Linked DNA regions of Mus musculus: regions 2, 3, 4, 5, 6 and 7 are each linked to region 1. Evidence: chromatin contacts called from public HiChIP or PLAC-seq and promoter capture Hi-C data. All regions are on one chromosome and are shown on one strand. The core of a region is the stretch at or near the end of the contact, and the rest is flanking DNA. Distances in the headings are between cores, read along the strand shown. Region 1 holds the start of Ankra2 (ankyrin repeat, family A (RFXANK-like), 2). Region 2 holds the start of Cert1 (ceramide transporter 1). Region 3 holds the start of Smn1 (survival motor neuron 1). Region 4 overlaps Fam169a (family with sequence similarity 169, member A). Region 5 holds the start of Poc5 (POC5 centriolar protein). Region 6 holds the start of Mccc2 (methylcrotonoyl-Coenzyme A carboxylase 2 (beta)). Region 7 holds the start of Bdp1 (B double prime 1, subunit of RNA polymerase III transcription initiation factor IIIB).

Evidence for each region. Promoter capture Hi-C pulls out the DNA fragments that hold promoters and counts their contacts. HiChIP or PLAC-seq counts read pairs in DNA pulled down with a chosen protein or histone mark.
Region 2: a promoter capture Hi-C map of pre-B cells shows a contact between it and region 1, with 2.2 times the contacts expected there. The contact joins the promoter of Cert1 here to the promoter of Ankra2 in region 1. A contact is called at or near these places in 5 of 39 promoter capture datasets (the C10 cell line, liver, neutrophils and 1 more), 3 of 484 Hi-C or Micro-C datasets (CD4 T cells, CD8 T cells and liver), 4 of 115 datasets of contacts at active chromatin or transcription factors (bone marrow-derived dendritic cells, embryonic stem cells, regulatory T cell precursor and 1 more) and 2 of 9 other capture datasets (adipose tissue and liver).
Region 3: a promoter capture Hi-C map of liver shows a contact between it and region 1, with 3 times the contacts expected there. The contact joins the promoter of Smn1 here to the promoter of Ankra2 in region 1. A contact is called at or near these places in 1 of 39 promoter capture datasets (liver) and 1 of 9 other capture datasets (liver).
Region 4: a contact with region 1 is called in an H3K4me3 HiChIP or PLAC-seq map of embryonic stem cells, with 5 times the contacts expected there. The contact joins the enhancer-like site here to the promoter of Ankra2 in region 1. A contact is called at or near these places in 6 of 39 promoter capture datasets (cranial neural crest, embryonic stem cells, epiblast stem cells and 2 more), 1 of 484 Hi-C or Micro-C datasets (embryonic stem cells) and 2 of 115 datasets of contacts at active chromatin or transcription factors (embryonic limb bud and embryonic stem cells).
Region 5: a contact with region 1 is called in a promoter capture Hi-C map of liver, with 4 times the contacts expected there. The contact joins the promoter of Poc5 here to the promoter of Ankra2 in region 1. A contact is called at or near these places in 3 of 39 promoter capture datasets (erythroid cells, liver and pre-B cells), 2 of 484 Hi-C or Micro-C datasets (liver and muscle stem cells) and 3 of 115 datasets of contacts at active chromatin or transcription factors (microglia, regulatory T cell precursor and thymic regulatory T cells).
Region 6: a contact with region 1 is called in an H3K27ac HiChIP or PLAC-seq map of thymic regulatory T cells, with 14 times the contacts expected there. The contact joins the promoter of Mccc2 here to the promoter of Ankra2 in region 1. A contact is called at or near these places in 1 of 39 promoter capture datasets (liver), 1 of 115 datasets of contacts at active chromatin or transcription factors (thymic regulatory T cells) and 1 of 9 other capture datasets (liver).
Region 7: a contact with region 1 is called in an H3K27ac HiChIP or PLAC-seq map of regulatory T cell precursor, with 23 times the contacts expected there. The contact joins the promoter of Bdp1 here to the promoter of Ankra2 in region 1. A contact is called at or near these places in 5 of 39 promoter capture datasets (cranial neural crest, hematopoietic stem and progenitor cells, liver and 1 more), 2 of 484 Hi-C or Micro-C datasets (CD8 T cells and muscle stem cells), 3 of 115 datasets of contacts at active chromatin or transcription factors (double positive thymocytes, regulatory T cell precursor and thymic regulatory T cells) and 1 of 9 other capture datasets (adipose tissue).

The regions. Positions count from the first base shown.
Region 1 is chr13:98,260,704-98,264,511 of GRCm38.p6, forward strand. It overlaps Ankra2 (ankyrin repeat, family A (RFXANK-like), 2), which reads left to right and starts at 2,373. Exons shown (of 8, transcript NM_001271388.1): 1 at 2,373-2,773. Utp15 (UTP15 small subunit processome component) reads right to left here and starts at 2,289. Exons shown (of 13, transcript NM_178918.3): 1 at 2,172-2,289; 2 at 96-267. The coding sequence starts at 185.
Region 2 is chr13:96,541,473-96,545,311 of GRCm38.p6, forward strand. Cert1 (ceramide transporter 1) reads left to right here and starts at 1,263. Exons shown (of 18, transcript NM_023420.2): 1 at 1,263-1,787. The coding sequence starts at 1,692. Polk (polymerase (DNA directed), kappa) reads right to left here and starts at 1,107. Exons shown (of 15, transcript NM_012048.3): 1 at 855-1,107.
Region 3 is chr13:100,122,501-100,126,320 of GRCm38.p6, forward strand. It overlaps Smn1 (survival motor neuron 1), which reads left to right and starts at 2,355. Exons shown (of 9, transcript NM_011420.2): 1 at 2,355-2,465. The coding sequence starts at 2,394.
Region 4 is chr13:97,103,717-97,107,518 of GRCm38.p6, forward strand. Fam169a (family with sequence similarity 169, member A) reads left to right here. Exons shown (of 13, transcript NM_001100458.1): 6 at 3,238-3,417. Among named protein-coding and RNA genes, the nearest start is that of Nsa2, 32 kb to the right of the region's middle. Within about 2 kb of position 1,890, at least 14 of the 459 cell types and tissues checked have an H3K27ac peak or open chromatin away from gene starts, as enhancers often do. A contact at or near this core is called in embryonic stem cells, where this site is marked.
Region 5 is chr13:96,386,556-96,390,030 of GRCm38.p6, forward strand. It overlaps Poc5 (POC5 centriolar protein), which reads left to right and starts at 1,739. Exons shown (of 13, transcript NM_026173.3): 1 at 1,739-1,976.
Region 6 is chr13:100,013,463-100,017,281 of GRCm38.p6, forward strand. Mccc2 (methylcrotonoyl-Coenzyme A carboxylase 2 (beta)) reads right to left here and starts at 2,177. Exons shown (of 17, transcript NM_030026.2): 1 at 1,924-2,177. The coding sequence starts at 2,052.
Region 7 is chr13:100,101,917-100,105,832 of GRCm38.p6, forward strand. It overlaps Bdp1 (B double prime 1, subunit of RNA polymerase III transcription initiation factor IIIB), which reads right to left and starts at 2,154. Exons shown (of 39, transcript NM_001081061.1): 1 at 1,711-2,154. The coding sequence starts at 1,922.

The DNA of each region.
Region 1 (3,808 bases), core at 1,123-3,622:
ATTAAGTGGTATGGACTTTGACAGCTGGAGACACTGACATAAATGGGTAAGAATTGTTCAAATGCCCTCGTCCCTCATTTCCTCTCATACTTTACCTTATAGTTGTTCCAGTACAGAGTGTCTTGGGTGATCTTCTCACCAAGTACAGGATATGTTTGAATCGCTACAGGTTTATAGCCGGCCATGGTTTCATATAAGTGCGCTGTTATCCTAGGGTCAGGAGTCTGGAACTAATTTCACAATAACTTCAGTGACTCTGCCTCAGGCCTGGAAAAAGAACAAATTTTAAAGCACAGATTGTTTATAAGCTTTCCTATGCAAGGATGATTTTCATTCTACTTTCTTTCAAAAGGCTGTGTGGAACTTTATAGACTAATGACCAATAAACCATCTCATTGAAATCATGGAAGAGACACTTGAAGCATAGAGATCTGGGGTACCATACTGGCCCATCTATATACATATATACATTTACATACACACACACACACACACACACACATATATAATATATACATACACACACATATATATATAATACATACATACACACACACACACACACACACACACACACACACACATATATGCTGCATATGTATGTCCTTAAACCTCCCAGAGCAGGCGGCAATGCTTGAGAGTAAATAAGACTTAGCCTTCCAGTAGTTGAAACCAGAAAAGCATGCAGGGCTGGAACATTCACTTTCTTGTCAAAGGAAAGAATACAGAACTAGAAACACAACAGACTGACCTGACTTCCTAAAAGACAAAAGAAGCAAGGAAAACAAAGTTAATCTTTAAGTGTAGAGGCTTAAGATGAAATTAGAGATAATGTGCTGGCATCAGACATAAAATTAAACGTGAAAGGTTCAAACTGTAGGAAAGAAAACCTAAACAGAGGAAACTTAAAAGTGACAGAAGAAGAAAAAAAGAAGGAGAAGAAGAATCTAAGTTCTTAACACGAGAAGCATTCAACTGAAGACAGTCGGGAGTATCAGATGGACGATTATATCGACGATACTCTCTGTCCACTCTGAAAAGCCTGCACAGCCGACATCAGCAGCACCAAAGCAATCAGTTTAACTTATTCTAATTGCTATTTTGATGAAGCAGAGCAAACCAAGGTTCATTCACTTCACACTCACTTTTGCTTTAACATACCAGGAATGCCCTTTCACTACGTACTTCCTATTTAAGGTCAGCACAGGAAGTCATTCTGTCCCTCAGAAATCCCTCTCTGCCTTCCAACAGGTGTTCTCAAACACTATCAAGGGCCAGATGGTAAATATTTTAGGTCTGGCCAACCAACCGACAAAGCAGAAGATATTCTATAGTTAATGACATGGCAAGAAATTTTTTCACTAGTACTCACAAACGCATTTGTTGTTGTTGAAAGGAAATACAATTCTTTGAGGTCAAGGCCTATTTCATTTAGTTTCAAGCCAAATCACTGTACATAAGACAGTATGTTTATCTGCAAAAACCATTATTGGCTCACTAGATAAAAACAGGCACCGGAATAGATCTGTCCCAGGAATAGTACCTCCTAAGTCTATTTTTCAAGAAATGAAAGGTTTTCGAGGAAAGAAGTGAGAAGTAGCGCTGGCTTGCTAAGTTACACAAATGAAGAACAGCATTGGCGGGGACGTGCAAGGGAAGACAGAACAAGCAATGAGATGCTATGAAAACGAATGTTAGGAAAATCACTGGACCAAGTCAGGACCTAAGAAACTGGGATTCACGGAATAACAGGCATTACGACACAAGGTGTGATCAAATAAACCCTGAAGGGTACTGAGAACATGTAAGAGGGAGATGTTTAATTCTACCTGGACATAATGTCATTTCAGCGGGGTCTCTAAGCATAATGTGGCACGATGGGCACAAAAGAAGCAGAGCGGAGGTGCAGAGAGGGACGAATACCCAGCCATCCTCAAATCACTAAAACAGAATTCTGTCCTTGGCCTTGGAGAAGAGATTGCTCCAGGGACTGACAGAGGTGGCTAGGAGAGCGACTACAGAGGAGCAAAGCCTGGGTCAAAATTAAATCGCGGAGGCAGATAAGTTCAGTGATCTCCGGGGGAAGCCCCAGAACAGACGTCCAGGATGTCAGAGATCACAGTGAGGACTGAGCAGAGCCTGGGCCGCCACCGGGAGCCGCCATCGCCTACCTCCGCGGGGCCCCGAGGGTCCACCGAGGCACCGATCCCCAGGACGACTCCCCAGACTTCGCCAGCTCCCTACAGCATACCGCTCTGCAGCACTCGCTCAAAATCACGCGGACAGTCCAGGAGCCGGAAACGCGGAGGCGCAGAGGCGCGTCGCGGGAAGATGACGTGCAGCGCAGGCGCAGAAGGTTTACGACCCAAAGAACTACAAGAAAGCGCCCTGGTGGGCGGGGCCCTGGGCGGGGCCCCGGGCCGCTCTCCAATGACCCGGAACTGAGGCGATCCATGGTTCTCCGAGAGGATGGGCTACGGGGCGCTAGGGAAACAAGAAGCGATCCCTGGGAGTCGTCTCGCCTTCACCGAACGCTCTGGGCTTTTTCCAGAGGAGATAAAAGATAGGAAGTGACGTCTGGGCCCGAAGCAGGCCCGGGGCTCGGGACCGATCTGGCTAGGCCAGGCCAGAGCCGCTCTCCCGCTGAGCTCAGGGCGCGTGTACCACCCGCCTGACCGGCCCCTGTCCCCGGATCCGCTCGCCGCGTCGGAGCGGGAGCGGGTGTCACCCCGCGGCCGTAGAGCGGGAACGCCCGCCCGGACACCTGTCGCCCGTGAGACGCCTTTCGTTTTTTATAGCACCTTTGCCCCCACTGTAGGACAATTTCAAGAATTAGGAAGAACCCGAAGCCTCTGTGATTAGCTTCCATTGGGGACTGTGCCCCCTGCTTGCATTATACTCTCCCTTCCCAGGCGTCTGGCTGGCGAGCCTACCCACCCTTTCTTTCTTAACTCTTTCTCACCATCTCTGTCATTTCGTTTTTTCCCTCCCTTGTGCTTCAAGTCTTGGCGAATCAACAGTCTTTGCTTATCTCTGTAATCCAGTCTAGATAACCGTTCCCTTTTCCTTTCCTGTTCTCTGGTCAAAGACTGGTAATTCCGTCTATTGAAACCTATTGTTCTATAGGGGTCCGCAAAGAGGTGACTATTTTAACCCCATTTTAGGAAGGATTGAGTCTCGGGAAACTCGTGATTTGCATGTCTAGCACATCGAATTAGTTGGTGTTGAAAATAAATTATCAGACCCAATTAGAAAATATGGGAAAGAAACTGTAAAAAAAAAAATTGTCCAAATTAAGATCAGAAAATATGAGGCACTAGGTAGGTTTTGTGTGCGGTGGCTCCTAAGAGTGATCTTAAACCAGGTGAGGGAGGTGGTACACACCTTTAATCCCAGCACTCCGGAGTCAGAGTCGAGGCTACAAAATAAGTAAGACCTCGTGTCAAAAGAAAAAAGATCTCCATCTGGCAGTTTTTTCCCCCTTTAATGGGAGCTTGAAAGGAAGTTTTCAAGAGAATAGCACTGGACATCCCCTGGGAGAACTGGGGAGGAGAGGGGGTGGAGTTGCGGCTCAACCCACACGTGCCTAGAAGAAATTGTTCTTTCCTTAGAAACAGTTCCCATTGAGTGCTATAAACTAACTTTCTGTTCCTGTGGCCTTCTGACAAAATGTAGCAACTTTGTTATGTGATACTTTGTGTGACTGTAGTGTCTTCATGTCTCTCCTGGAAGTTTTGTATTCTTGTATTGCTGCTTACTTACTGACCTCAGTGATGGAGTTGATAGAGCAACATATGTTTCTCCGGAT
Region 2 (3,839 bases), core at 13-2,512, 1.7 Mb before region 1:
TATGTTTGTCATGATTTTACGATGGAAAATCATTTGTATCTGACATACAGTAGACTTAGATTCTACTGCATTTAGTCTCCAGGAATGCTTCTACACAAGAACTTCTCAGGGCTACTTCCTGTCATGTGGAGTGTAGGACTCTTCGATTGCTCCCAGAGTTTTTGTTTGTTTTGTTTGTTTGTTTTTTCTTAGTCATTGTGCCTTAACACCCCACCCTACCCCCAAACACTCAAAATTTCTTACTTTTCCATCTGGGTAGCAGGTAGAAATTCTTTCTGCAGTTAAATAAGGAATTTCAAAGTTGGAAATGATCAGGAATTTGATAGCTACCTATTGCCTAATTCCTTATTATTTAGTAAAACTCGCATTTTGATCTTAATGATAGAAAGTTTCTATCCAAGTTATCCTGTCTTCCGGGGAGGAAAAAGATGGTTAACATGGGTCTCCGGGGAGATACTTGTTCACAACTAAGAGAAAACTTCAGGATATAATATGACCCTAATTTCCTTTTTAAGAAGTTCTTTAAACGTTATTTGTTCTCTGACAACCTCAACATTAATTGCACGAGATAAAAATTCTATAAATTAACAGTGAGAAAATAGTCTGAAGGAATTCTTCCTCCAACAGCAGTAAACGTCAAATATTAAGTCTACTTCCGAAGACATAGACAGTAGTCCTTCGGAATTAACAGTGACGGTTTTAGAGAGGAAGCAAATCTTCAGTTTGCGACTGGAGAGATCATAAACTCCTAACCTGAGTGAAGCGACGGAGTCCCTATCATTTTTGCCCAGGCAAGTTGCAAAGATGTTCCCGGGCTTTCCGGAAAGCAGCGTCGCACAGCCCACCATCCTCACCTGAGGGTTCTCACGTCCCGGCTCGCTGGCTCGTCACAAACACGCAAGGCAGAATCGGAAGCCAGGCTGGACGGAAAGGGGCACGCAACTCTCAAAAGAAGCCCACTTGCCTTCAGAAGGTTCCCCTAGGCAACCAGCCTTTAGGCGCGCCCAGGACACACACCAGTTGCCTAGGATTGCGACTACAACTCCCAGGAGGCTGCGCGGCGGACGGAGCGCCAGCCTTCCCAGAATGCAGCGCAGCGGCTTCCCTGTTCAGCTTTCTCCTCTCCCGGCTCCGCCTCCTTCCCTACCCGTCGTCACCCGGGAGGGCCGGAGGTAGGGAGCGTCGCGAGCCGCCGGGAGGGGCCCGGGGCGGGGTGGAGGGAGGATGGGAGGACGGAGGGGAGGGAGCTGAGAGAGGAGGGAGGGTAAATAGTGGACCCGGCAGGAAGATGGCGGCTGTAGCGGAGGTGTGAGTGAGTGGATCTGGGTCTCTGCCGTTGGCTTGGCTCTTCCCGTCTTCCTCCCCTCCTCCCTCCCTGACTGAGGTTGGCATCTAGGGGGCCGAGTTCAGGTGGCGGCGCCGGGCGCAGCGCAGGGGTCACGGCCACGGCGGCTGACGGCTGGAAGGGCAGGCTTTCTTCGCCGCTCGTCCTCCTTCCCCGGTCCGCTCGGTGTCAGGCGCGGCGGCGGCGGCGCGGCGGGCGCGCTTCGTCCCTCTTCCTGTTCCCTCACTCCCCGGAGCGGGCTCTCTTGGCGGTGCCATCCCCCGACCCTTCACCCCAGGGACTAGGCGCCTGCACTGGCGCAGCTCGCGGAGCGGGGGCCGGTCTCCTGCTCGGCTGTCGCGTCTCCATGTCGGATAACCAGAGCTGGAACTCGTCGGGCTCGGAGGAGGATCCGGAGACGGAGTCCGGGCCGCCTGTGGAGCGCTGCGGGGTCCTCAGCAAGGTGAGCTGCCCCGCGGGGACCGTGGATCCGCTGCCGGGACTCACCTGCCGCGAGGCGAGGGGGAGCCGCTCGGGACCTGGGGTGGGGCTGGACTGGAGGCACCGACTGTCCCGGGGCGGGGGCTGCGGAATGTGCTGGGGTGCGGGGCCGAAAGGTCGTCTTGGAATGAGTGCCTGGCCAGGGATGGGATAGGAGGTGCTTGGGACTGTCCTTACCGCTAGCCCCCCAATTCCTGGATCCTGTCAGCTTTGGCGGAGGACCTTGGAAAGCTTGTATTAAATCCGTGATCTAGTTCGGGAGGCAAGGTGCATCTGGTAACTTGGAACCCAAGGCCGCAGCTGTCTGGGGTGTAGGAATCTGGGTTGGGCAACCCGTGGTGTCTGAAGAAGTGCTGGGCAGGAGGGCGGTGAAATCGACCTTTCAGACTGTATTTTGGAGGCCCCTACCAGAATGGGGGCAGGTGCTGTTCGGCTCTTAATTGGTGTAACTTAGGCAAACCAGTTGACTGGGTTTGGCCTTGAAATCTGAGATAGTAAACTTTGAGGTGTGAGTGATCTTTGGTGTAGGAAGCGTGTGCGGCACTTTTGTACCTTACCCCCTCCTTGTCCAAGTTCAGAAAAGAGCTATTGAATTGGCAAGCTGTGGATAAGAAATATTAATAGTAAGTTGGAACGTGTCAGAAGGAAGACCGACCTTTAGTTCAGGAAAAGGAGCGTTATTTAGTAATGCAGTATTTGTACAGAAAGGAAAGACATTTTTTGTTTTGTTTTGCCTCTGTACTTTTAAAAGCACCGTTTCAGCTTTCTTTCTTTCTTTCTTTCTTTCTTTCTTTCTTTCTTTCTTTCCTTTAAGCCTAGATAGAATTTATAGGGCTGGAAATAAGTGATCTTGTTAATATTTCACAGTGTGTTGTATTTTACGTTTTTGTTGTGGGAAGACTCAGTCTTTATGACTTCCCAGTCCTTTCCTGTTAAACTTTAAGAAATGCTTAGAGCAAGCAGTTAGTTTCCAGAGGGAGAATCAGGGCTGGTCCCTTAACAAGCTGGTCATAAGATACTAAGTCATGTGCTAATGCCCATTAAGAAATCATTCTGCTTCTAGTGTTCTTGAACATCATTTCTGGAATTGTCTGAAATTTAGGCTATTAAAGTATCTACAGTGTCCTAGATTGAAAAGGCCTGGGATAGACTTAAGAATGCCAGATGCAAGGCTTCCAAGTGTTAACTTTTATTTACATAGTAGAAAATTATGTTGTATTTAATTCTGTGATTATTTTTGAAATTTTATTGTGATGGTTTCAGTATTGCATCTTTATAATTTAAGAATCTACTAAACACATTGTGTAATACATTTGCATTTTCTCTTTTTAAGATTTGTTTATTTATTAAAGATTTATTTATTATTACACATAAGAACACTGTAGCTGTCTTCAAACATACCAGAAGAGGGCGCCAGATCTCATTACGGGTGGTTATGAGCCACCATGTGGTTGCTGGGATTTGAACTCAGGACCTTCAGAAGAGCAGTCAGTACTCTTAACCACTGAGCCTTCTCTCCAGCCCCACATTTGCATTTTCAAATGGTTATAAAATGGGTTCTTTGTCTCTCCTGATTTTGATAGTCTCAATTCATTGTCATTAGATGAGAACCAGACTGCCGTATTAGTTTTTTGTTCAAGTATTTTATGAAGCAAGTTACACTTTTGACTTGTTTGTTTGAGACAGGGTTTCCGCTGTCTAGCAATAGCTGTCCTAGAACTCACTTTGTAGACCAGGCCGGCCTTAAACTCACAGAGATCCACCTGCCTCTGCTTCCCTAATGCTGGGATTAAAGGTGTGGACCTCTGATGCCCGGCTTATTTTTGACTTGTTGATCATCACTTTTTGGATGTTGAACGATTGTAATGACCAATTAATAAAAAGTCATAAGCTCTGTGACCTACTATTGTACAGAGCAGTGTATGAAGTATAATGTGAATCTGAACCTGGGACATGACAGAGTTGTGTTTACTTAATCCTAGCACCTAGGTTGCTGAAACAGGAGGATTGCAAG
Region 3 (3,820 bases), core at 1,105-3,604, 1.9 Mb after region 1:
TGTTCTCTTAGTGTCTGTATAACATCTGTCCAGGCTCTTCTGGCTTTCATTGTCTCTGGTGAAAAATCTAGTGTAATTCTGATAGGGTTGCCTTTATATGTTACTTGACCTTTTTCCCTTACTGCTTTTAGTATTCTATCTTTATTTAGTGCATTTGATGTTCTGATTATTATGTGTCGGGAGGAATTTCTTTTCTGGTCCAGTCTATTTGGAGTTCTGTAGGCTTCTTGTATGTTCATGGTCATCTCTTTCTTTAGATTTGGGAAGTTTTCTTCAATAATTTTGTTGAAGATGTTTGCTGGTCCTTTGAGTTGAAAATCTTCATTCTCATCCACTCCTATTATCCGTAGGTTTGGTCTTCTCATTGTGTCCTGGATTTCCTGGATGTTTTGAGTTAAGATCTTTTTGCATTTTCCATTTTCTTTGATTGTTGTGCCGATGTTCTCTATGGAATCTTCTGCACCTGAGATTCTCTCTTCCATCTCTTGTATTCTGTTGCTGATGCTGGCATCTATGGTTCCAGATTTCTTTCCTAGGGTTTCTATCTTCAGCGTTGCCTCACTTTGGGTTTTCTTTATTGTGTCTACTTCCCTTTTTAGGTCTAGTATGGTTTTGTTCATTTCTATCACCTGTTTGGATGTGTTTTCCGGTTTTTCTATAAGGACTTCTACCTGTTTGGTTGTGTTTTCCTGTTTTTCTTTAAGGACTTGTAACTCTTTAGCAGTGTTCTCCTGTATTTCTTTAAGTGAGTTATTAAATTCCTTCTTTATGTCCTCTACCATCATCATGTGAAATGCTTTTAAATCCAGGTCTACCTTTTCAGGTGTGTTAGGATGCCCTGGACTGGGCGAAGTGGGAGTGCTGGGTTCTGATGATGGTGAGTGGTCTTGGTTCCTGTTAGTAGGATTCTTACGTTTACCTTTCGCCATCTGGCTATCTCTGGAGTTAGTTGTTATAGTTGTCTTTGTTTAGAGATTGTTCCTCTGTTGATTTTGTTACCCTCTACTAGCAGACGTGGGAGACTAGCTCTCTCCTCTGAGTTTCAGTGGTCAGAGCAGTCTCTGCAGGCAAGCTCTCCTCTTTTAGGGAAGGTGCACAGTTATCTGGTGTTTGGACCTCCTCCTGGCTGAAGATGAAGGCCCAAAACAGGATCTTTCCCAGAAGCTGTGTTGCTTTGGCCAGGAAGGTGGCCGGTTTTCTGGAGCCGAAGATGTCACCGCCTCCTCATTTTTTTAAATTGCAGGTTTTTGTGGTTTTGAGACATTGTTTCAGTGTTCTGTTGGGTAAATATCCCCTAATTTAGCTAAGGCACTCTGCCTTTTACCAGCTCAGTAGGATGTGTTTCCCAGATACTCTGTCCATGTCCGCAGCTGGGAACATTCTCTTAACAAACGATCTACACCCACATCACTATCAGTGTGCCCCTGGTCCAATTTTATTTTGTTAAATCCTGGAACACAAGAACCCACAAATCTCACTGGGCGCTTTTGGGATGCCCTATTGTCTATGCCCTATTCCAAGATCCCCTAAATTGTAGAAAACAGTGGGTTTTGCCAGGCTGTGCCCTGCCCTGGGAGAGTCCATCATAGTTTGAGACAGGGGCTCGCTGCAAACCTCTGACTGGCCTGGAACTTCGTATGTAGACCAGGCTGGCCCCAACTCATACCTGCTTGCCTCTGGAAACTCCACCCTACAAGCAGCTTCTGACTCCATCTTGAGGGAGGTGACTGAAACCTCTGGGTACACCAGAAATAGCACCATCTGCCAGGACTTATCTAGTTTTTTGTTTGTTTTCTACAGGCTGATAGGTGGCTTATTCCTGAGTCAATCTGTAAATTTATTGGGATAAATCAAAACTATGGTGGCACATGGGATATCGAAATTCTATCAGGAAAATCAGACTCAGGAATTTACCAGATATGCCAGATGAAGGAAATGGTCGACTCCCCTTACCTCAACCTTGGGCCCATTACAAAACAGACACCTAACACTGCAAAAGGCCCGATACCAACCCATCGTCTAATAATTGGTGTGTGCATCAAGAACCAGCAAACACAGGATGCCCTTATTGTGAAGGTTCATCCCAAACTCGGGAAGCTGAGGTAGCAAAGGCCAGCCTAGGCTATATAGCGAGGCTGACTTGAAAAATGAAAAGAAAAGGGCTGGAGGGAGGAAAATAAATTGGAAGAAAACAGAGGGAAAGGTTAAAAAAAAAAAAAAGAACTAGAAGACAGGTGGAGGGGAGAAAGAGAAAAGACAGATGTGGGAGGAGTGAGTTGGAAGCGTGTAGGAGGTCTCTGGCTGCCTCCGGGCCACCGTACTCTTCCGGTCCCAGAAGCCCCATGACGGAAGTCGTCATTGAGTGAGCCCGGCAGCGTCCGTGGTAGCAGGCCATGGCGATGGGCAGTGGCGGAGCGGGCTCCGAGCAGGAAGATACGGTGCTGTTCCGGCGTGGCACCGGCCAGGTGAGGTCGCGGCTCGGCGCTAGCACTCGGAGCGCTGCCCGAGACCGAGGCGGTGCGAGCTCGGGCCACATCCGCAGGCGGCTCCTGGTGCAGCTCGGGCGCCGGCGAGGCTGTGAGCCACGCTTTGGTCCTGTGTGACTGTGAGGGGATGTGCAGGAACGGGGACAGGCTGGCTGAAGCAAGGCAACCAGATAGGAGCCATTGGAAAGCTCCAGATTTAGGTCAGGATGAAGATGTTCACAGGGACTTTAGACTAAAATGCTGGTTTTCTGGATCCAGTTTTGTAACCGGAAAGACCAAGTGTTGCAAACAACAGTTGATAAAGTTTGAGAGAGAGGGATAACTAAAGTTGCCCGGAGTAGTTGAAAGTTGCTATTGACTGCATTGCATTCAAATGTATACGACAGCAGATCCGAGGCAGGGTTGGTGGTGCACGCATAATTACATGCACAAACACTTGGGAGATGGGGGCCGGAGGGTCGGGAGTTCAAGATCCTCGGTTACAGCGTGAATTCCGGACCAGCCTAAATTACAGGGAGACTGTAGAAGTAAGATAAACACTGGTAAGTACGAGGGCAAATCAGAGCCAAGTTGGTGGACTGTGCATGTGATCAGTCCCAGCTCCTGAGGCAGGAATGTGAAGTTGAGTCTAGCCTGGGAAACAACATACTCCATCTAACGAAGTTTAAAACATTAGGACCTCGGTCGTCTTATGGTATGGCAACTGATTTCTGCTTGGGGCTTGGGGTGGGAGAAGAGAATTCTGGGCAGCTTTGGGCAGTGCTGCATTTCCTTCTTTGGGGGACAGCCCAGCAATTCCTATTCTGAATAAAGCTTTGCCCTTTGTCCTCAGGGGAGCCCTGGCGGTCTGGTTCTCTCCTTAAAACCACAAGGTTCCTGTGCTAATTTGTCATCGTGGTAACTTCTTCATGCCCAGGGTGATGGGTCATGTTTACAATCTCAGGGGTAATCTTATTGATTGCAGCTTCTTTCTTGTTGCTGTTTTGTTGTTTTGAGACAGGTCTCACAGGGTAGCCTTAGGAGACTTGGAACTCTCCATGTAAGCCAGGCTGGCATCAAACTCAAGGAGATTGCCCCGTCTCAGCCCCCCCTCCCGCCCCCATTTGAATCAGGGACACATTCCATAACCTAAATTGGCCTGGAATTCAATATGCTAGACTGGCCTGGAGCTCTTGGCAACCCTACTGTCTCCAGCTCCGGGATATTGGGATTGTAGATTATAGATATGAGCCATTTTAATTTGTAGTTCATGGTTTTGTTTTTGTTTGTTGGTGTGCTTGTTTGTTTGTTGGGATAGAGTTTTATGTTGTAGTCTATGCTGTCTGGGAACCCAC
Region 4 (3,802 bases), core at 640-3,139, 1.2 Mb before region 1:
CGGTGAAGGGCTACTTTTTTTTTTTTTTTTTTTTTTTTTTTCTTTTTTCCGGAGCTGAGGACCGAACCCAGGGCCTTGGGCTTGCTAGGCAAGCACTTTACCACTGAGCTAAATCCCCAACCCCAAGGGCTACTTTCTTGGCGGACAAAGAAGTGACTTGGCGAGAGGAGGAAGCTGCTCCCTCTGGCAGAATAAGCTTGTGATTTCTGCTACTAGATCTTGAGTAGTATCACTGAAGTGTTTATTTATGTTATTTTTAGGTGATACACAGATGAGGAATAGGAGAGGGAAGAGTAGGGGAAAAGAATAAGGAACACATTGAGAATAGTAAAAGCTCTGTCCTTGAGGAACTAATGGGCAGACAAGTAGGTACTAGGAAAAAGATCAGGTAAATTAAAGAGAGGGTATCAGAGGTGTCGGAGAAGCTATTTTAAATAGAGTGATTAGGAGAAGGTTTTCTGATGAGCTGATGGAGAAACAGGAAGTGTGAGTCTCAGAAGAGATTCCAGGTAGGAACTGAAAGTGGAGAAATCGGTTTGAATACTTCAGAAATTGCAGATGGCTTCCTAGCTTGGTTTATAGAGTGAGTGATAGAATTTGGAGAGGGTAGAGGTTGTATCTTCAAAGGTTTCTAGGCCAAAGAGCGAGTGAATCCTGCTCTGTGGTGAAGGGCAGAAGGGGTTTCAGGATGGAGGGTAACACCATCTTTCTTGCTGCCCCCTGACCCCCAAAAACCAAGGGTTTCTTTGTGTAGCCCTGGCTGTCCGAGAACTCTCTGGTGACAGACATTCGCCTGCTTCTGCTGCCTGAGTGCTGGGAGGAAAGGATGCCCCACCTCCGCCTAACTCCTTCATGCTCTTGGCAGCACTAGGAGTGCAGAGACAGGGTGCCCAGAGTGTGCAGGTGTTCTGTACAGTCCAGAGAATGACTTATAATAAACTAAGTCATGCTTTCAGTTTATTTTTATTTTATGTGTATGAGTGTTTTTCCTGCATGTATATATGTGTATCGTGTGTATGGTACCCACACAAGTCAGAAGAGGGAGTCAGATACAATGGAACTAGAGTTATGGATGGTTATGAGCCACCATATTGGTGCTGAGAGCTGAATGCAGGTACTTTTCAAGAACGGGTGTTCTGAAAAACTGATCCATCTCTACTCATAGTATTGGTTTTGAATGAGTGAGTTTCTAAGATAGATAGCAGAACACCTTTAAATAAGCTGGTTAAAATGTCTAGCAGAAATCAGTTGAGAAAGCCCACTGAGGCAGGTAACTAGAGTTGTTGATAAAAGTCTCCCATGTCATTCCACACCCCCACTTGAGGCTTCCAAGTAAAAGAATAAATAACAACTAACAGGTAATGTCATCAAATCCGTCAGAAACCCAGTGGGGAAGCACCGTTAGGGCTCCTAGCTGGAGTTCCAGATCGAGAGAGCCCCTGGCAGAGCAGAGTCTCCCCAGGAAGGCTCCCAGCAGAGCAGATGGCAGTAACAGCATCAAATCTGGAGCTCACAATAACCAGCAGTTAAGTTAGCTGGAGTTCCCTGTGAGCTTCTCTCCAGGGTAGTGCTTCCCGCAACTGAACTCCCAGCGTCTCACACTCTTACAGCATGGGATCAATCATAGTAACATCTCTTGGAAATCCGTTTATCCGTTTTAGTTGTTGTTAGAACATGATGTTTTTGTCCTTGAGCTGTTTTGTTCTCTTCCCTCTCTGTCACAGAGCTGGTTTTGTTTTGTTTTGTTTTGTTTTGTTTTGTTTTGTTTTGTTTTGTTTTGTTTGACTCTTTATTCATTCTTGTGGTGGGGGCACATGCCTAGACAAGGGGCCTTAGAGGATACTTAAGACAAACGTGTTTAGGTCTGAAATGGGGAGGGACCTCCGGAGCCAGCTTCTCCGGGAGCCGAAACAGCTCCTGACAACTCATCAGTACAGAGCGTGTCAGCAGGGTTGAGAGTGTAGCAACAGGGCTGCTTTGGAAGGCCTGGGATTGGTGCTGTGGCCTGGGCAAAGGAAACAAGGCCCAAGGCATTGTTGCTGCTCCTGCTGCAGGCTTTCTGATGGACTGTTGTAGGCTGCAGGAAGGACCAGGGGTGAGTGCGGGGCGCTTGGCTCAGAGAGACTGGACAAGCGGATGTCAAGATTCACTGAGAACATGTGTAAGCTTGAAGGAACATACTTTCAGACTTGTCTCTGCAGAATTTGATTATAAATGGTATACATCAAATGTGTACATTGCTATTTTATTTATATTTTAAATAAGTTGCATATTCATATACCACAAAATTTACACATTTCAAATGTATCATATTTTACCAGTTTTGTATCATTTTTATTATTACAAAACAAGAAAATCTATATACAAATGTCACTCTTATTTCCAGCCTTTGGCAACCATGAATCCATGGATTAATCTATGAATTAATCTAGGTCATATGTTGTGTGGCTTGTATCTAGCTTTTCTTTCTTTCTTTCTTTCTTTCTTTCTTTCTTTCTTTCTTTCTTTCTTTCTTTCTTTCTTTCTTTCGGCTTAATAGTCTTTTTCCAAGTCTCATATAATATATTGTAGTATGTATCAGTACTTCACCTCTTTGGAAAAATTAGATTTATTATATCTGTATTACTGTTTTGTTTGCTTGCCTGTATGTGTACCGTGTGCATGTCTTGTGCCCTAAGAGATCAGAGGTGGGATGGAGTTATGGATGTTTGTTAGCCATCATATGGGTGCTGAGAACCAATCCCTGACTCTGTGAGCCATTTCTCTAATCCAACTCTTCATTTCTTCTTATGACCAAATAGGATTTCCTTGTATAGTGTTCTAGTCAGACTTTTGTTGCTGTGACCATATATCTGAGCAAAAGCAATTGAAAGTATTTATTTTTGGCTCATGGTTTTAGCTGTTTCAGTTCGTGGAGCAGATAGAGAAGGTTAGGTTATGTCTAAAGATAGAGTGTAATATACATATAGTCATAGCCAAGTATGTACGTCATGAAATGTTAGTAAGCTACTTGTCCTATATTACTGTTGGCAAACATAAAATAACAGCTATTCTTATTATCACACATACATTATAGAGTATAACAAAAGTTACAATATACTTTATTAAAGAATATACACATTTTTGGTGTGCTTTTTTACTTAAGGGAAAAGCTATTTTCAGAAATGTTAACTCGTATTTACTAAATGTCCATGTAACTTACTGTGTAAAATTCTTTGGTTTCTCTTACTGCTGCAGGAAGCTTATGTGCCTCATTTCTTACTCAGAATTACCAACTGCCAGTTCTTGATACAATGTTTATAAGGAAGAAATACAGAGGAAAAGATTTGGGGCTTCATATGCTGGAAGATTTTGTTGATTCCTTTACAGAAGATGCACTTGGCTTACGGTACCCACTGTCTTCTCTCATGTACACAGGTGAGTGGACTGAGCTGGAAAATGTTAAACTTGGTGTCACCTAAAGTTTGTTTCTCCAGAATATTGTAAATGTATATTACCAGTTTTAAATGAGTTTGAAAGTTTTTACTTTCTAGGACTTAACTTTACAAGTGTAATTTTATTTTATGGTATCTAGTTGTTATATAGAGGATAATTTTTTTTTATTTTTTAAAATGTTTTAAATGGAGACAGGCTAGTCTGGCTTTGAAATAACGATCCTTTTGTCTTAACCTCCAGGCTCTGAGAGGCAGCCAAGGAGTTTGTAACATTTTTTGCAAGGCTTCTTTTTTCTCCCAAAGCTTGCTTGCTTGCTTGCTTGCTTGCTTGCTTATTTATTTATATTTAGTCTCTCTTCTGCCCTCCA
Region 5 (3,475 bases), core at 489-2,988, 1.9 Mb before region 1:
CTTCCTTCCTTCCTTCCTTCCCTCCCTCCCACCCTCTCACATGTTCCCAGCTGGCCTCTCTCCTCTTCTCCTCTTCCCCTCTTCCTCTCTCCTCTCTCTGTTCCCCTTTCTCTGCCTCTACCCCCTCCCCCAGGTCCCAAATAAACTCCCTTTTATACTTGGCCTGTCACATGGGTTGGTTGTTCTGGGGGACACCTTGGCAGGGCCCGTTGAAATGCTCCCTTCCACCACCCCTGCCACCACCTCTGCCACCACCACCCCTGCTCCTTTTATAAAACACAACAGGGTCACCATGTAGTATTCAACTGAACAACAATTATTAGAACGAAGTATAAAATTATTTCTAGTGGTAGTAATTTGTCTTTTAAAATAAGCTTAGGGGAGGAAATCAACACAGCTAATGCCAACAAAAATTTTTTGTGATCTTCTTCGTTATCATTCAAATATAAGAGCCAGTGAAATGGCTCAATGGGTAAAAGCACTTACCACCAAGCCTTATGACCTGCGTTCAACCCCCAAGTCAGGTCACACGTGGTGAAAATAGAGACTATTTCCCCTCACCACACACACACACACACACACACACACACACACACACACAGAGAGAGAGAGAGAGAGAGAGAGAGAGAGAGAGAGAGAGAGCATAACTTTTAAAAGATAATAAAAGTCTAACTCTTGACAAACAGAAGTAGGTGAGGCTGCAGCTGTGCCACTTCCGTATACAGAAAAAAGAAAGTGACATCATGTAGGTTACAAAAGGGGTGGGGGGGATCGAACAGATTATTCTTTTCTAGTCTGGGGTCCGAAATGTCTGTTTTAATATATTAACTCATTTTATCTCCCTAGACCGTATTATGTGGGTAGCATTACCGAAGGTGTTAATGAGTACTTACTAAAGCCAAGTTTTAAGTTGTAATTGTGTTCTGTCTTTTAAGGTCGCGATATTCCACCAAAAGTTTCTGTTTGCAGCTTACAGCAGTTAGGTCATCAGTAAAACTTAGGCTGGTTAGACTCAGTCATGTTGGTTTAAAGTAGCTGCCAAGGGCTACTTTGGGAATTATCTGTTGGGTCTGTGATAGTAAACAATTTTACAGTATTAAATTACGTTGCTATGGATTTAGAAGTGAATTACACTGGATTCTCCCTGTTTAGCCTTCTGTATTTTATTTTAGCTGAGATGTCACCAAAGTTAGGATCTATGTTTAAATTTTTGAATACCCCACACAGAATAAACCAAGGGAAATGCCCTGGAGTTGCAAGTCAAAAACAAACAAACAAGCAAACAAAAAACAAAAAACTTAGGCTGGCAGTTTGTTATACCCTCATCCTCATAATTACATTATTCGTTAAACTCCCTAACCCAAAACTAAAGAAATCAATAGAGGGCATCGGACATTTGTGTTTTTAAGAGAGCAGCTGCCGGGCCAGTGGCCTTGCGGCCTGTTATCTGTGCATGAAACGAAATCTCGAGGCTTTATGCCTATGTCATCCTCATTGTTGAAAATAAACAGCACTCAGCTTTCACAGATTTGCGAAGATAATTAAATTTGTCTGCAGTGCCGCCCCGTAGTAGTCCTCAGGCACAGAGCAGCACCGAGCATGCGCTCTGTTCTGGGAACTCTGGGCCGGCTTTTGCCTGTAAATCTCCTACTTCCGGCTTGTCCCGCGGAGATACCTTGGGCTCCGCCCACTTACCACGGACCAATCAAGTTTAAGATTGCTGAAGCTGTGGACCAATAGTTAGGGCTGTCTTTCATCAGGGCCCTCAGTTTGAAACTGTCAAGTGGCTGCTAGGGGAGCCGCTGTGCTTGCTTTGGTTGCGGCGGCGACGCCGTCTGTCGCAGCGAGTCAGGAGCCGAGGTTTCGCCGAGACGGTGGATCCCGGTGGCGGCGCCCAGGCCGGTTCCTCCCTGGCAGGATTGGGAGCATCGTCCCTGGAGGTGCCAGAAAGAGAAGACACAAGTGATGCGAACTAAGTAGGTCCTGTTCTTTAGGACGTGGGGACATAGCCAAACAGAACGTTGTTTTTTATTAAGAAAGAATTAGATTTAAATGGGGCCGGATTGGAGGATGGTGAAAGAAAACTTGGAAGGGCCTGGTGCTCGCCCTCTCTTTGCGTGCAGTTAAGACGGGAGAAGTCACCTTGCGGCCAGCTACACGTTGGTTCGTTCTCCGCCTCTTAGAGATTGCGTTTGAATTCCCCGAGTCCGCTTTTCAGTTAAGTTGTACCAGTAGCAAAGAGAAGCATTCAAAGTATCTTGTGGTTTCAGCTTAGGTTAAAGAGTGCCGAGAATGTAGTGGAATGGTGCGTGTCACCCTCTAAAGCACCATTCTTCTGAACCCAGAAACTGAAGAAATGCTACTGTTTTCGTCTCACGTTATTTCTCCTGCCTGTTTGCAAAGAGCAGGGATAAATGGCAGATAACGTATTTTCCAAAAGTCCGATCGCTTTCTGACCGCAATATGTTTTTAAGAAACAATTTTGGCGTCTGATCATACCAGCTCATTTGTTACTAAAATAATCCACAATTCCCAACTCTGGTTGCCTACCAGGTCTGCAAACAAGTCATAAGGGAAAATGTAATTAAAATTAAAACGGATCAAATTACCACAGTGGTTGATTTGAGACTAGTGAAGTGTTCATTCTTCGATGCAGATCCATGCCTATTTTATCTTCCCTGCATGGCTTAATGAAAGACAGTCACAGCTCAGACTTAGTTTACTTATCCTCTGGAACCATACCAATGCTGAATAAAAGAGAAATTCCCTTTGCACAATTCTGGCTGCACCCTGGCTTTCTATTCTGTGGTTTTCCCTGCATCTCTCCCTTCTTCTTCAGTGTCTTTATCTCAATTGTTTTCTTAGCAAACTATAATTGAGGCCTGCTCCAGGGGCAGCTGAAACTGTCACGGGTGTCAAGGCAGCCTCCTGATCTGCATGCTGGGGGCCTTCCTTGCCCCCTTCTGGCCAGTGACCCTCATACTGCTCTCCACACAATTCCGGTGTTCTGGCTGCCTCCCATCTTTCTCCTGACACTTCACTGTTCCTTAAAAGCTAGCAGTTTTAGGTTCCTCTTCTCAGAGCAGTCCTCTGTTAGGATTATGAACTCCTTTGAAATCATGTTTGAATCTAAAAATCCTTCTAGAAAATACATATGTTTATATTCTAAAAGTGTGTGCAGTTGTGTTTGGTCTGCAGGATAGCAGTTCTTTTACCACAATGGGGAATCCCATCCATCCCCATTTCTTTCGTATTACCCCAAGAGGTCAATGCCTCCTCAGTCTAAATCTCCAGCCTATGCTTGTAATACAGGCAAAGGCACATCCTAGCCATTGTGAATTCCAGTGCTCGGAGCTGGGTGCTGAGTAGCCAACGTAGTCACATAACCGCTATCCTTCTGTAACCACAGAATTCAGCAGATTGATTCCCAGATCCTGCAGATGCCTACATCTACAGATGTTCAAGAGAACTATAT
Region 6 (3,819 bases), core at 927-3,426, 1.8 Mb after region 1:
GGGAGAATGTTCTGATGAATGGACCTGTCAAACTATCTGAAAATGTATGTTTATACATGTATATTAGTGCTGCTCTAAACCTCTGTCCGCGAAGCTTCTCTATGGAGTGGATAGCAGCTAATGGAGAGATTGATAACTATCTAAGTGCCGAGGATAAGCAACTGTGAGGTGCTCAGTCTTAAAATGAGATAGTTACACCACACACACACACACACACACACACACACACACACACACACACGCACGCTTAGGGAACATCATGTAAGAGGGAGTGGAAATACTGGAAGAGCCAAAGGCTGGGGAGGAGAGCTGTCCTCTGGATGTGACATAGCTATTGTGCTCATGAATTCACTGCAGTTGTGGCTACCTAAACAAGACCCGCACAAGACCAAGCCAACGATCAGTCAACATTGTAGCAATTAGCAACAATAGGACTCAGCTAGTTTTTAAGGTGGTATTAAAAGGTATTAGAAGGATATGGGAAGGTAGGTGGGAGGGAGGGACACATTGGGAAGTGTCTAGGGAGACTGGGAAGGGGAACTGGGAACAGATAACATCGAGATACACCAGCTGGGCGTGGTAGCACACGCCTTAAACCACAGAAGCAGAGGCAGGTGATGACCATGCTCAGCTTGGTCTACAGAGCTGATCTACAAAGCCAGGACAGCCAGGGCTACTCAGGAAAATAAAAATCCCTGCCTCAAAACAGACAAAAAGATACACTGTATTTCTGTATGAAACTGTCAAAACTAAACAAGATAGTCCTAAAAATAATAAAATAGCTATGTTCAAGGAAATGGTTGGAACTAGAGATCATCACAGTAGGGAGGCAGGGAAACAAATACCACATTTTCTCTCACATGCAGAATCTAGGTTAGATGTACAATTTAGGGACATGAAAGTATAAGGACTACTTGGAAAGAGAAAAGGAGACAGCAAAAGAGTGGAGAGGAGATAAGAGAGTCATGTATGTACATATAGTGAAGTGTATTTATTACTTTGTACAATTAGTATATAGTAGTTGTATTTTGTTGTAGTGGTGGTGGTAGTTTTTTTGAGAAGTTATTTTGTAACTTTGGCTGTCCAGGAACTGGCTTTGTTGATCAAGGTGGACCGAACCTCACAAAGATCCACCTGCTTCTGCTCTGTGTGCTCTAGGTGCCTTCAGCCCTTCAGGGCTAGGACACCTCTTACCACACAGCCGCACAGCTATCTGATTTCTAGTTAACGTTTCCCAGCCCCAAATGACTTTCATTCCTACACATCCAGGCCAAATACTTAAAATACCGCACAAACAACTTAGTGCTTAACTAAGTTAACTTCTTCCCTGGCAAATAACTGCTGGTTCTATGAATAATTCAGACGTTATCTGTAGAGGCCATGAAACAGATTTAAATGTTCCAGCTTTGATACTTCACAAATTATGAGTTGCTTCTTTGGCCAGGGGAAGCCACTCAGTCCCAAGAAAAGCTATGTAAAGACATTGTGAGCTGTGTATTGTTAATATAACTATTAAGCGGAAGAGTGTAAACTATCGTGCTATGGTAGTTCCTAAAGGTGGCTGCCACAAGACCGCTAAAGAATATACCCAGCCATGCAAACACGAGGACCACAACTTCGTGATTACAAAGTTGCCAAACCGGTCTCGGGCATTTGTAAGTTGTCCAAGCGACAATGCTTTGTGGGGTTTTGAGAACCACTGATTTGAGTGACACAAAATGCCAGTACCAGTCCTAAAAGTGAACTAAAATCTCACTGGAACGACTTCCTTCTGCAAACTTCACAGGACCCTACTGAGTCCCAGAATGACGCCTGAAGCTGCAAAGGAAAGAACAGCAGAGATCCAAGCATGCCCACCCTCTGGCCTCCGATGACTCCGGGGCAGGAAGGCGAACAGGCCTCCAGGACGCTCGCTCAACCTACCTGGTAGGTGGAGGAGGCCGAGTCAGGCTGGGTGCCCAGTCGGGCCACTGAGTCCCCGTGATAGGCACGCTGCGGGGGTACAGCAGCCCGACAGCACGGTCGCAGAGCTGACCTCAGCGCGCCCCACATGGCGATGGCAAACACCCAAAAGAGAAAGAGAGCGGCCCTGCAGCTCGGTTCTGCAGCTCCTGGGGGCTGCTCCTCCAGAGTCCTTGCAGCACCAGCCCTGGTCCATCAGCTCCCAGGCCAGCCCCGCACACGTGCCATCGCAGACCACCTCCAATTGGTCGGCGCTGCGCGCCACGCCTCTCTACTCCGCCAATGAGGCGCAGAAGAGCAGCTGCGCGAGTCCAGGTTCCATCGCGAGCCCAGGAACACTGGGCCGAGTAGAGCGAACAGATAAGTGGCTGCTGTCCTGCCGAAGCGTTTGTCACAAGCATGCACCCGCCTCTAGCCCATGTACTGCAGAGCTTCAGCACACCTGATCATTTTTAGAATGTGACAGATTGTAGACATCAGTACTGGGATCTTCACACCAATAAGGATTAAAAACACTCTGCGAAGTGCCTTAGTGTTGTTTTGTTTTGTTTTGACTCGCACACTTTATTGAATGCTTACGTGTTACTACAGCATGAGCAAAGTAAAAGCGCCAGGAGCATCAGAAAGATGAACAGGCTAAGGAGAGGGTCGGCTGTGCCCTAGGAGGAAAGATGCTGTAGGAGAATAGCACCCGAATAAAAGCCAGATTGGGTAGAAACACATAACTAAGATGGGAGCCAGGCTTGGTCGCTCTGTCTCCCTTGGGGACCATAGACTCTACCACTCTGCAGCTTCAAGAAAGAAGCCCGACCCACAGAAAACTATGGTAAACCAATTGATAGAAGGCTTGTCAAAGTTTCTGTAGCTTACTAAGTGAAGAGTCCACAGACTACTAAGTGAAGAATTTAGAGGCTAGGGTGGGCAACAAAATGAGACATTGTCTGAAACCAACTGTTTTAACATGAATCTTGAAGACAATGTCATCATACAAATAGTGTTGGGCTGAGTGGTAGAACGCTTGCCTAGAATGCAAAAGGCTCTAGGTGTGTGTGTGTGTGCGCGCGCGCACATGCACACAGAGGAGAGAGAGAGTAGGTGAAACATGCCTACTATATTAAATGGTGCTAATTTAGAAGGAGTGGCACTTTGTGTGTACAGACGTGGGTACGGTGTGTGTACAGAAGCACACATGGACACATGGAAGCTGGAGAATGTCAGTATCAAGCCATTACTCTGCCTTATTCCTTTGAAACCAAGTCTCTCACTGAACTTGCAGCGAGGTGTGCAGCTAGAAACCTCTGATCCTTCTGCCCCTGCTCAACCCAGTGCTTTTACCCACTGAGCCCTCCCTAGCTCCAGAAATGGCCAGCTTTTTTAAAATCTAAGAAAAACGAAGGCCTAAGTCAAATCAAAGTGAGTTCACCATGACATAAGCATTCTATCTTGCTACAAGCCGACCCCAAATAAGATCTTGTAATGTGGAAAATAACTTAAAGATTCACATGGCATCCAAGAAATGTAAAAGAAAACAAACCAAAGCAGAGCATTTGAGCTGAACGAAACATTTATTCCTGGCAACGAGGCTAAAAGAAAATAATTTCCTAGCAACTCCAGCACTCAAAAGGTCAATTAAGAGGATCAGCAGCTCAACCTTAGCCCGGGCTACACAGTGAGTGTGCAGGCAGTGTGGACTAAGCAAAAGTGCCCAAAATGTTTCCTCTGCTTTTCACTTAGTTAAAACTGTTTACCTTTGACCCTCCTACCGGTCCCGAGAGTTCCCACTGCTATCCAGGTGCCTCTCAAATTCATGGCTTATTCCTTAAATATATACACGGGTGGGAATAACTACACGACGCG
Region 7 (3,916 bases), core at 904-3,403, 1.8 Mb after region 1:
TACTCCGTTGGTTTCTACAACTAGCAAAACGAATGAATGCTCTCATCAAATAAGGAACAAGGACCAGGGATGTAGTTAAGCTGGCACAGAGCCTGAATGGCACGCAGAGCCCTGGCTTTCATACTCAGCACTACATACACCAGGCATGATGGCACATATCTGTAATCTCAGCATTCAGAAGGTAAAGCAGGTGGATGAGAAACTTAAAGGTGTCTTTTCATGCATGGAGAGTTCTAGGTCAACCTGAGCTAGATGAAACTCTACCTTAAAAACAACAACAAAAAACTTGGTGGGCCTGGTGGCTCATGCTTTTAATGCCAGCACTCAGGAGGTAAGAGACTTCCAGCAAGTCAAAGCTACATAGTTAAATCTTGTCCCCCCCAAACAGACAAACTATATGTGTGTATGTATATACACATTCACACATATAGTTTATATGCATAGTATATGATGTACTCTAATTGTCAACTAAAATATTCTCAAGCATGTCTCAGGACTATGGCCTATGGGAATTTATAAAATATCAATCATTATGCCTTCCTATATAGTTAACAAAATTTTCCAAATTTGGAGCAGTGACCAATACTGGTATTTCTATTCTAAGCAGAAAATTTTCAAACAGATCCAAGTTTAAAAAAAAAAATGTTGAAATCATGGTGCATAATTGGAATGCCAAAATAACACACAGCACAAACTCTGATTAACAGAAGAAATGCTGTTACTATGCAAACATAAATTGTACCATCTCCCTGTCACTTAATGTGATTACTTACTGGCTTTTTCCTCTGTATATTATAAAACACTACAGTCACCATATTAACCCGTCACATATTTAATTTGTACCATCACCTTTCTCCACTGTTTTGTTTTTTGAGACGGGTTCTCACTATGGGGCTGACTGTCCTAAAGCAGGGTGGCCTCTGCCTCCCTATTGCTAGGACTAAAGTTGTGACACCATACTCGGTCTCATCACCTTTTTTTGAAAGTAATCAAATTTTTTTTTTTAGTAAATTTGGGGGAACTATTCTACCATGTGGCATGTAAGGCAGTTTATGTAATCCTATCTGATCTCACAATATTGTCCTAAAGGAGGTACTAACTTGACACCAGGAACAAATTTTCTCTGAGAACAACCTACTTAAACTTGCTAAGCTAAGTAGGAGCGTCCTAAATTCAAATGTGGTATTTGTCACTAAAGCCAGGCGTCTTGATTCAGGAAACGTAGTTACAATAAAGAAGTATGCACTCGAACCAAAATAAGTAACCTAAGCCTCTTCCCTTTGACTCAGGGGCAGGGCGTTTACCTAACACTCCATGAGGCCTTGGGTTCAACCGCATCACCGCGTGGAGGGAGGAAAAAAAATCAGCACTGGTGCTCTCCTTTCAAAAATAAATATCCACAAAATGAAAATCCCAAAGTGCTTTCAGTGTAAAGTACTCCAGGACAATTAATTAAATTTCCAAGTGATGGTGCGTCTACATTCTTGACTTCAAAATCCTTAAGCCTGGATTCCCATCTCTGTAAGATAAGGCAAGACACTGTCTCCTCGGGAATCTTAAGATCGTGACAGAGTCATAGTAGTCGCACCCTCAGATCACGGAATAAAACTACAACTAGAAGTGGTTTCATCCAGCTCAAATCAAAAGCTTGTTGCAGGAGAGGTGCTCCGTGGTAAAAATCCAACAGCTCAGCTTGATAGAAGACCTTACCTGCTCCCGGGAGCCTGTTCCTGGGGTTCTGCTCCCCCGGAATCCACTGCAGGCACATCTGTGGGCTCCGCTGGCTTCGGAGCTGACTCGGTGGCAGGCTCCGGAGGCCTGGGAGCCTCTGGTCCACGCTGGGGATTGGGAGCGGCGGAGCCCCTGGTCCCTACACCAGGCCTGACATTTGGCTTCACGCTAAGGCGTGCCCTGCGGAACATGGCGGAGCCAGGGGGCCGAGAGCGGCGGCTCCGCGGCCGCGCTCAGCCCAGAGCCCCGGCCGCTGCCCGCAGGCTGACACTCTCACCCTCCCACACGTCCACAACCACCAGTCCAGCGCTGGCTACCGCAGTTTTGCGCCCCCTCCGCCTCCTCCGCTCTCCCGCCACCGCCTCCTCTTCATGACCCTGCCACACTAAAAGCTAAGTTTCTCCTCCCCGCGTCCCGGCTCGCGAAAGGCGCCGGAAGCAATGCGTAATCATTCGGCGCCGACGATGACGTCAGACTCCGGGCGCCGGGAGCCATAGCAACTGCAACGCTCTGTAGCTTCGGTTACCTGTAAACCAGAGATTTTTTTTTTTTTTTTTTTTTTTGATTCGAAGACAGATATTCTTTCCTTTGTAAGACCTTGGGAGTTGTTGAAAAGAGAGAGCGGAAGCAGCTGAATCCTCCAGGTCAAACTTTTTTTTTTTTTTTTTTGGGGGGGGGGCCGTTTCGAGACAGGGTTTCTCTGTGTAGCCCTGGCTGTCCTGGAACTCACTCTGTCGACCAGGCTGGCCTCGAACTCAGAAATCTGCCTACCTCTGCCTCCCAAGTGCTGGGATTAAAAGCGTGCGCCACCCCTGCCTGCCCGGCTCAAACTTTTAATTTCTCGCCAGTGGTGCTAGGGTTTGAACCCAGGATCCCTCACAAACCCTGCATTCTCGGCATGCACACTGCCATGGAACGTCCATCCCCAACCTACTTAACTGAATCTTTTATGAACTATTAAGGAGTTTTCGAGAAGAGTCAAAGTGTGCAAGAATGCAGAGCATGGTGGTGCGTGCCTGCAATCCCAGCACTGGAGAAACCGAAATAAAGAGGTCACAAGTTCCGAGCCCTGGACTATCTGACAAGACTTACCTCAAAATTACAATAAGATAAAATAGTATGAGAGTAGTGCCTTAGCACCAGTGCATCCCCAGAGCATAGAACCTGTTTGTTTTAGGGTTTTTGAGACAGGGCCTCTTATAGCTAAGGCTGCCCTTCAACTCTTGATCCTCCTGCCTGCACGGGCTCAATGTTGAGATTACAGGTATGTATAGGCTACCATACCCTGCTAGGAAAAAAAAAAGTTTTAACTATGAGTATGGAGAGAGCGAGTTTGCGGGAGACTGAAAAGTTACAGGTAGTTATCAGACTCCTGATGCTGGTGCTGGGAACCAAAACTAGGACCTACTGGAAGAGCAGGAAATGGATCTACTGAGCCATCTGTCCAACCCCCAACCTCCGCCAAGAAATTTTTAATTGAGTAAAAAAAAAGGTTGAAATTCTGTGTGAGGAAATCGCAAAGAGAAGCCATGAAACACTTCACAGGACATCCACTATATGGGCTTTTGTACACTTTAAAATAAAAACTGTCAAAAATGATTATACTCCACATTTTGCACACGAATGTTGCAAAATTTATTGCTTCCAGAGATATCAACGGAGCAATAAATAAGACATTGTATGTTACAGAGGAGAAAATACAAAATAAATGAACAAGATCAACAAGAATATATTAAATATGATGAGATTTCAAGGGTGATGGAAGAGTCCTGCGGTACTGGCAGTAGGGCAACTTGACAAGGAAAATAGGTATCAGATTGCAAACCAGCCTCTGCTACATGAAACCTTTTCAGAAGAGAGAGAGAGAGAGAGAGAGAGAGAGAGAGAGAGAGAGAGAGAGAGAACAAACACAGGAAACCTGAAGAAGGTGGGAGTGCAGTTTAGTACTGAGCATCAAATAGATGTAGATGCTCACGACATCTCAAAATGCCAGGAGTAATAATAGCACATGCTTGTAATTTCATCACTCCAGAGGCCAAGGCTGAGACAGGGGAACTACATGAGTTTGAAAACAGCCTGTTCTAAATAGCTAGTTCCAAGCCAGCTAAAGTTACAGATCAAGACTTCATTAATAAATAAGTATTTGAGAAATAATACCATGCTAAAGATACCTCAAAGAATCTTG